Regions from separate parts of the Mus musculus genome. Here region 2 is linked to region 1. Evidence: chromatin contacts called from public HiChIP or PLAC-seq data. All regions are on one chromosome and are shown on one strand. Each heading gives the region's core, a stretch centred on a gene start, on an enhancer-like site or on the middle of the called end of the contact. The rest is flanking DNA. Distances are from core to core; before and after follow the strand shown. Region 1 overlaps Zbtb20 (zinc finger and BTB domain containing 20). Region 2 overlaps Drd3 (dopamine receptor D3).

Evidence for each region. HiChIP or PLAC-seq counts read pairs in DNA pulled down with a chosen protein or histone mark.
Region 2: a contact with region 1 is called in an H3K27ac HiChIP or PLAC-seq map of heart atrium, with 8 read pairs. The contact joins two enhancer-like sites. A contact is called at or near these places in 4 of 39 promoter capture datasets (the 3T3-L1 cell line, liver, maxillary cranial neural crest and 1 more), 1 of 484 Hi-C or Micro-C datasets (nephron progenitors), 2 of 115 datasets of contacts at active chromatin or transcription factors (embryonic stem cells and heart atrium) and 1 of 9 other capture datasets (adipose tissue).

Annotation. Positions count from the first base shown.
Region 1 is chr16:43,614,324-43,618,926 of GRCm38.p6, forward strand. It overlaps Zbtb20 (zinc finger and BTB domain containing 20), which reads left to right. Exons shown (of 11, transcript NM_001285805.1): 11 at 4,000-4,603. The coding sequence ends at 4,421. Among named protein-coding and RNA genes, the nearest start is that of Mir568, 24 kb to the right of the region's middle. Within about 2 kb of position 1,343, at least 17 of the 459 cell types and tissues checked have an H3K27ac peak or open chromatin away from gene starts, as enhancers often do. A contact at or near this core is called in heart atrium, where this site is marked.
Region 2 is chr16:43,771,288-43,775,621 of GRCm38.p6, forward strand. The region is part of intron 1 of Drd3 (dopamine receptor D3); the gene reads left to right. Among named protein-coding and RNA genes, the nearest start is that of Drd3, 11 kb to the left of the region's middle. Within about 2 kb of position 1,319, at least 14 of the 459 cell types and tissues checked have an H3K27ac peak or open chromatin away from gene starts, as enhancers often do. A contact at or near this core is called in heart atrium, where this site is marked.

The DNA of each region.
Region 1 (4,603 bases), core at 93-2,592:
CTGAGGAATAGAAACAGAAGCATTTGACCATAAATGCTATAACTATCATTAACACCTAGGAATATATATTACAGAAACCCCATGCATTTTCCAGCATGATCCAGGACCTGTTGATGGTAGCAGGAGAGTTAGCAGGCTTGGGAGCTTATCTTACTCTTGGCTGCCATTTGTTGGGGTCTTGAAGGAATCAGCACAAAGGAACAGGAGATACCATTTCCTGGAGTGTTAAAATCCACTCCACTCACAATGCTGTAAGAAGTCAGATAATAAAGCAAACTGTTCCCCTAGGTATTTAAAATTCTGCTTTTCACTGACATATCTGAGTCGTCCATGAGCCACAGCCGTGTTAATGTATATGTCCCCAGGTGGCAGTCCCTCCTAGACAGTCAGCAGGGAATAGGCAGAAAGGTCATCACAGCATGCCATCCATGGCCTCCTGCTCCATGCCCTCTTCACAGACACCAAGAGTAACTGTGCAGCCATTGGATCAACTACATTCCTGCTGTTCATACCAAGCCTTTTCCTGTTTTCTGGTCCAGTCTTCATTTTTTCCCACTCAGAAACCTCTCTTTCCCTTCCTCTGACTTCCTTGGTTTTTTTGTTTTTTTGTTTTTTTAATACTCACCAAGCATCCTGTTTTGGTTTTGGTTTTCTGACACCCCACCCCTACCCCCAACCCCCCCCTACCATGCTCACCCAAAGAAAAGGGTAGGTATTACCCTGCCTTGGCATGTGTAACTAAGAGTAGACCACACGTGTCACCTTTGTTTACTAGTGTCAGTAAAACAGCCTGCTTTAGGGATCGGCTGAAACATTGGTTTTGCTGCTTTGGTTTGGCTTCTGTTTAACTCAGGATCTGCTTTCTGATGCAGTGTAGTGATTTCTCAGATGGTTTACTTTATCCTCAGTTCCTGCAGGCTGGATACAACAGTTTAGTTTTCCTTAAAATGACCAATACTCAGTGCTAGGTACCGTCTCATTAATTTTCAAAACAAGTTCACACATGTGTACTTTTTGAACCATTACCAAGTTCTAGATAAGGAGACCAAGGCTTAGAAAGCTTTGATAACATGTCCAAATCACTCAGCCAAGAAATGGAATTCATAGCGGACTCCTTCCCCAGAACGGATCACTTTAAAGTGAAGGGGCTCCTTGTGCCCACTGCCCTTTATGTTATGGTTCACAAATCCTCTTTGCATTTTGTGACGCTTCCTAACAACCCAAACTTGTGGACATGACCTTAGGCTCCAACCCAGAAAGCCATCTGAGACCGTTTATCATCTTAACCTCAGATTTCTCCACCTGCAGAGTGACAGTCTACAGACCACTCATTTCATGAACAGTGCCCCATTTCCTTTAAGGTTTCCTCTAAGTAATATGTAGGGGAGTCAGTGGATAGGAAATGTTATATGATTCCTGCTGATTGATGTTGTTTCAAATCTTTCCATATACGGCCGGCAAGTGTGGGCAAATGACTGATATGAAAATAGACCCAGGTCATTCAGGCAGTCCCTGAAATGCTCAGCGCCACCATTCCAGAACTGCAGTAATTATAGAGAGCACCTTCCTCTGACCAGCGCCTAGGTGCCTTGTGCACACTTTGCTCATTAACAACCACTCCATTTTGCTGTGGTAGGGCAGACAGCTGGGTACTTTGTCCTATTTAAAAGTGTGGGACTGCCCAAGCATTGAGTGATTAAGCAGGTTGCCCTCAGGCCATTTGCTGGCAAGGCCAGGACTAGAGATCTCAGGGGTTGTTGACCACCCTGAGATGAACACCAGTAAATCCCAGAGCCATAGCAAGTGCTTGATCCAATTTATCACTTACAGAAGGCAAATCAAACCCAGAGAGATAGAAACATTTAAGAAGTCCAGGGTCACACAGATAATTACTGACATAACTGTACTACGTGCATACAAACAACCAACGCATATATGCGACCGAGAAGATGACAACTGTGAAGAATCGATTTGTGGTGGGATTAGAAGGGTGTGAAAGCAAAGAGCCTTGATTGGTGACCTTGCCTGGAGGAAAAGCAGTCAGAAGGTGAACGTTCAAACAGCAAGAGCATTTAACAGTTTCACCTTCCTAACAGGCCAAAATACTGTCTGCAGTTTAAGGCACGCATGCTTCCCATGAAAGATGACAGTGGGCATGTTTTAAGAGATAGTTGGCCAGCCTCTCGTAGCCACTGTAAATTATACTGAGGACACAAGGACAGCAAAGACCAGCTGAGCTGCAAGCATGTTTACAGCTGATGGCAGTGCCTCAACTAAAAATAACATACATGCTTGTCTCCAAGGGAATCTCTCATTTACAGAAACTTTACAAATGTAAACACTGTGTATAGGCCGAGCTCTTTAGCAATAAGCCTTCCCCAGATTCTCCTTTTTCAATCTAAAAATTAAACTCTCTTTTAGCCCTAGGATCCTGCACTTCATACTTCCCCATAAGAATGCTTTCATTCAAGATCCCTTATGTTAGAAATACCAAGAAAATTGTCTAATTAGAGAGAGTTCCATACGATGAAACATAAATATGAGGCATTCGATCCAGAATCTGGCATAGTAAACATTCAGTGTGTGGGTGTTCGTTTTCTTGCTATGATACATGATACAGCAGCGTCTTCAGAATGGAAAAATGAGAGCCACAGTCAAGGCCCTTAGTTAAATGGAAGTTGACTCAAGTTTAAGGAGTAGATCCCTTGGCCTGCTACACATTCTCTGATAGGGTCTCGGGCTTGGGGCTTTAGGCACCCTGAGGCAGATGTCTACTTTGGCCTGTCAGTAATGAGATGGAAGAGGTAGAGCATACACTTTAGAGAGGTTTTGTCATCTGTCAAAATCAGAAAAGAGCAAGTGTTGAGAATCAATATTAATAATTTAAAAAAGCAAGTCTTTTAAACAATTATCCAAAGTGATGTCCCAGACCCATGTACTTTTAGGGGTCCCCATGTCGCCATCCACTGACTAGTCTTACCTTACTATTTTTAACTAGCTAGATGATTTGGTTTCAGAGCCAATGGCAGACAAAGCAATAAACACACAAGAAAAAAGGGCCGTGCCAGCTGGCTAAGAAAAAAAAAAAAAAACAGAAAAAACTATTTTAGAAATTAACCTAAAAGTTCAAAAAGCATATGGAACCGTTTAATGGGGGGAGGATGTAGCCTTGTAATAAGAATGCCATGCAAATATTCCCACACCGCCCTTGGTGGTCTACAAAGTGATTCCATGTGTATTTCATGTCAACACCATCACAGGGAGGTAAGCAGGACGGTGTACCTCAGAGGTTCTTGGTGATTTGTTATGATGGCGCACAGGGTGTTGGTGTCTATGCTTGAACAAGGCTCAAGACGCAATGGTTGTCCACCATCCATTCAGCTGTCACAGCCAGCAAGGTCAACCTGCAGGACAGTGCAATCAACACAGAATAGCCAGTTCATTCTCAGGAAAACTTCTATCAGCAATAATGTGTGCATTTATTAGGCCGAGTAGTGGAAATGGAGACTTTCTGAAAAGAATCAACTTATAAAGCCAATATTCTCACTTCACAATGATTATAGCAAGCCCTTCCCTATAGCAAAAGCTATATATTTAGCTCTTATATTTGTTTGATAATATTACCTGGAAATGTGTATATCTTCAATAATGGTCCTGAGGATGGCGCCTACAAAGCACCTTCTTGGGTTTTCTTCCAAATGACCTTTGAAGAGTTGGGTGGATCCGTGTTCATACTTAACACGAGAGCAGTTTCTGGTCATGGGGAAATGGAAAGCTCTAGACTCTCCTGGCTTTCTTAAAACAAGCTTGCTCTGAAAAGGAGGCCAGAGAGGCCTAGATCTTTCCAATCAAGGATGATCCATAAAGCAATCAATTTTTACTTTTTTTTTTTTTAACTTTTTGTTTTTCTTTGCTGTTGTCTTGTTTTCCTGTCTCTCATTCTCCCACTCTGGCTGTGTCTTGTTCTGTCCTGCTTGCTGTCTCCTCCCGCCTCACCAGGTGAGAAGCCCCACCAGTGCAGCATCTGCTGGCGCTCCTTCTCCTTGAAGGATTACCTTATCAAGCACATGGTGACGCACACCGGCGTGAGAGCGTACCAGTGTAGCATCTGCAACAAGCGCTTCACCCAGAAGAGTTCCCTCAACGTGCACATGCGCCTGCACCGCGGGGAGAAGTCCTATGAGTGCTACATCTGCAAAAAGAAGTTCTCCCACAAGACCCTGCTGGAGCGACACGTGGCCCTGCACAGTGCCAGCAACGGGACCCCTCCGGCAGGCACGCCCCCAGGTGCCCGCGCGGGTCCGCCAGGCGTGGTGGCCTGCACAGAGGGGACCACTTACGTCTGCTCCGTCTGCCCAGCAAAGTTTGACCAAATCGAGCAGTTCAACGACCACATGAGGATGCATGTGTCTGACGGATAAGTAGTACCTTTCTCTCTTTCTTACGAACCAAACAAAACGACAACAAAAGAAATAAACAAGCAAACAAACAGACAAAAAGCTATGGCACTAGAATTTAAGAAATGTTTTGGTTTCCTTTTTACTTTCTGTTTTTGTTTCTGTTCCGTTTCATTTTGTACTACATGAAGAACTGTTTTTTGCCT
Region 2 (4,334 bases), core at 69-2,568, 160 kb after region 1:
TATGGGAGGAGGGGCAATAGAAATTCTTTCTTTTGACAGCTACACGGGGAAGCAGGAACTTGGTGGTGTCAGGGTGTGGTCAGGAGAGCGGTGATGACCCAGGGCTGGAACATCCTGTAGTTCTCGGAATCCATGTGTCGGTGGCCTGCTTTTGACCCTCTTTTCTTCTCGGGGGGAGAGGCCCAATTCAGAGATCAGGACAATAGCGTTGCCTAAATGGCTCCCAACAAGGAAAGTGATGTTGACCAAAGAGGGGCTCTGTTGAACTGCCTATTGGTGTTTGCTTCAGGAAGTCTGGTTGGACCCTAATGGAAACTTTCTGTCCGTACTTATTTAGAACATGAGTATTGTGACTTTTCTGCACTAGAACAGCATGGCAATCCCCTTCTGACCACAGTTACCAATATCAATGATGTCCCCAATCTACTGTTGAACACAAGAGAGCAACCAGTTTTGTAGAAAACCATCAGAAACCTGACCAAAGGCCTTAACAGACTCTCTGGAGCTGTGTCTCGCGGTTGTGTCCAGTGAAAATAGATGTGATCAAGCTGTTAGTCATCCACTATCCCCCAAAACAACAATGAAAAACAGCACCCCATTGTTCAGGACAGTTTTCAGAAAGTCGGTGCATGGTTGATGAAGCCTATATTCACCTAAATGCATGGAGGAGCAGAGCTATACCCCACTGGGAAATGGGTTGACTCTGGAAGACACTTTTTGTTCTTGTCAAGTTACCTCAAGGCTTTAGAGACTAGCCTCTAGTCAATACAATTCAGTATCTGGGTCTTTCTCCAGTAGTCAAGGGTTTATCTTGCTAGAGCAGAGGGTAAGATTTAAAGCAGCCATGATTCAACTAAGATTTGATTGTGTCCAAGACAAAAGCCAACCTCCATGCTTCTTAATGTGTCCTGAAGATGATGCAGTTCGAGTGGCTGGTCTAGTAATTATTATTCGTACCTAAGAGGAAACAATATTGTACGGTGCTGCTGTCAGCTTAAAGATCTGAGAGCCCTCGGAGGATAGGACACACATGAGAAGAAAACTATCTGAGAGCCAGAAGACTCACAAAATCCATAGTCTGACTTGGATACATTTATCTTTTCTGAACAAAATTGACTGGCCTTCCCATAGTAGCATGGGTGAGTTAGAGGAGACTATTATGTTGTATATTCAGGCAAGCCTGACTCGCTTCGATGTAAACAAAACAGGTTATTTCTGTCCCATGCCAGAATTCTGGAGGGAGGTGTCTGCTGATGTTATCCAGCTGCCCTATGATATCCAGGCGCAAAGCCTTCTATCTGTTCCCTTGGCTGTTTGGGCAAGTCACCTACTTCCTTACACTATGACAGACTAGCTGATAAAGCCTCAGGCATCTTATCAGTGTCCAAATATAGGATGGCAGGGAACAGAGAGAGAAATGGGGGAAGATGGAGGGAAAGGGTGAGGGAGAAAGGGGAGAAGGTAGAGAAATCTGAAACAGCTCAACTTGAACCATCTCCCCAAGGAATTTCAGTCTAACTGGCCAGAATTGAGTCAAGAGCTGGAAAAGGCCAAAAAAGAAAAAAGTTAAATTTTAAGTTGTGGTAAAAAGGAAAACACAGAGGCTGAGGAAATGCTGTCAAATGGGCAATAAATTGTCACCCAACACCACCTCCACTGGAATTCACTGGAATGGGTGTCATTCCAATGCAGGGTCACTTGATAGTGACTCCAAATAGGGCATATGAAGACTTGAAATTACATGGATAAAATGGGATAGCAATACTTTTCATGCTGGGCTGAAGTTAGTCTCATTTGTCATCACCTAAAAGGGTACCTTGTTGACTAGAAAGTATGATCTGTAAGGCTGTCCGCTCAAACAGTTTTAATTTTGTTTGTTTGTTTGTTTTGTTTTTGTTTTTGTTTTTCGAGACAGGGTTTCTCTGTATAGCCCTGGCTGTCCTGGAACTCACTTTGTAGACCAGGCTGGCCTCGAACTCAGAAATCTGCCTGCCTCTGCCTCCTAAGTGAGCCACCATGCCCGGCTCAAACAGTTTTAGTTATAAGTCCAACTCAGCTTAAATTGTAAGCACAATGAGCTGACTCCCCTTTTAACAGTCCTAAGGTGGCACAGGCTGAAGGCATACTTTGATAAGGGTTCCAACTCCATTTCTCCACCATTCTTTCTGCTCAGCCTTCTTTCATAGAGACCCCGTGCACAGGCAAAGTGATAAGCTATAAGCTTCATATATGCACATCCTACCATCTACACAAGAGAGAAATTGTGGAAGTGTCCAGAGGCATTCAATTGCACTGGCTTATAACACAGAACTTTCTTGGGACCGATCGCCCCATCAGAACTGGCATTAGCATAGTTTAAAATTGTGCCCCTTCCCAAGGAACACATCAGTAGCTCGGGGTTCTCAGGGATCCCACTGGAATGCAGGGACAGCTGAGAAGGCACAATCAACATGAGGTACAGTCAGCTGTCATAAGTGTCACCTTCCTTACTAAGGACGCACAGGAGCCTGCCCTCTGGAAGTGTGTAACAGAAAACTCACAGGGGCCAGTCACAGAACTACCTCTGTCTTTGTCATAGGACAAAAAGTATATGGGCTGCCTTACAAGTTGTATTTCAGAGGGCCCCTAGTTTAGCTCTTTAATTCAGTGCTCATCGTTCTCGGGGAGACTCTTTTCTAGGTAGTGCTGTGAAGTTCTCTCAGATTAGCTCTTCAGTTTCTAATTTCCGGGCTTTACAGTACTGCAGGCTGGAGCTCTCTCTTCAAGCACACAGATCCTCCTTGGTTCCACTTGGTTAAGCACTTTTTGTGATACTCTAGGCAGTTATATAAGGATTCAGAAGGGAAGAAAGAATGCAGGAGAATATTTGAAATATAAACAGTCCCCATTACCAATGGTCCAACTTATAATGTTTTTTTCATCGTTATGATGGTATGAAAGTAATACACATTCAATAGGAACCACATCTCAAATTTTGAATTCTGATCTTCTCCCAGGCTAGCTGTACACAGCACAATATCCCAAGTGTGCTGAGAAGCATCAGGAGTCACAGCTCCCATTCAGTCTCATGACCCCAAGAGGAAATCAATACTGCCATGGCTATGTGCTGCTGAGCTATGCTTTGGGCAGGCTGGATGCATTAAGTGCATTTTCCACTTATAACACTTTCTGTTAGGTTTATTGAGAATTAATCCCTTCATTGCTGGAGGAGTACCTGTGCTGGAGTCAGAGGATTTGGGTCCCAGTTTGGACAGGAGAAAATATTCAAAAATAAGAAACCATAGAGAAATAGAGAAAGTGACCCACCCTTCTGAGGGATTATAGATAATGATTGCTGGGGGTAAGACATTTCCTTCAGTGACTTAGCCATTGATAAAGTGCCCATGTTTCTGTAAATAACCCCTTGCCTACACTCCTGTAAGCAATTGTAATAAAGCCCATTCTCTCTCTCTCTCTCTCTCTCTCTCTCTCTCTCTCTCTCTCTCTCTCACACACACACACACACACACACACACACACACACACACGACATGAAACATCAAAATAGAACAGGGTTGATTCAGGCAGAGACACACCATAGAAGAAATAACCTAAACTGAGGGTGAGGGCAGAAAAGAATGCGTAGGACAGGGAAAGTATTTGGATCTTGAAATGACACCAATTATTAAAAATAAGGTTTTTAAAGAAGAATTGCACCTCAGTTCAAAAACAGATAATAGTGGTTTCATACCTCCCACTGGGAAACAAAGGAGTAGGGATTCTCACGAATGATGGATTCGCTAAAAGGGAAACTTAGATCTGGAAGAGCTTGGATGCCCATCCTCTAATGTGATGGGCACACAGGAAATCCGGCCACAGTCTAGTGACAAGCAGGTCTGGGAGCACACAACCTAAAGCTACTCACCCATGATGCCTTGCGCTCAACTGGAAATGAGCTTTACCTCCAAGCTAAACCCTGACTGTGGAGGCAGCTTCACGTCAGTGGGATTCACTGTTAGGTTGAACTCAACTCTGCCAAACAGGAAGTTTCAGGAGGTCTCCAGTCTGTAGTCTATCCAATAGTCTGTAGTTGTTGTAATAAACCTCTGTCCCCAGTCAACCCCACACACCCCAAGTGACTTGTGCAACCACTTGCCATCTTCCCAAGCAACAATTGTGGCATCAGCAGTTATTAGTTTCCCATATCAATTGGGAAAAATATATTCAATGAGGTGAAAAGTTTTCATTTATAGCCCCATTTTTCACCCACAAAAAACCTGCTTTTAAAAAGATGAGAAGAAATAATCCAGAGGTTTATAGCACTGTTGTTCTTACAAAGGACCTGAGTTTGGTTC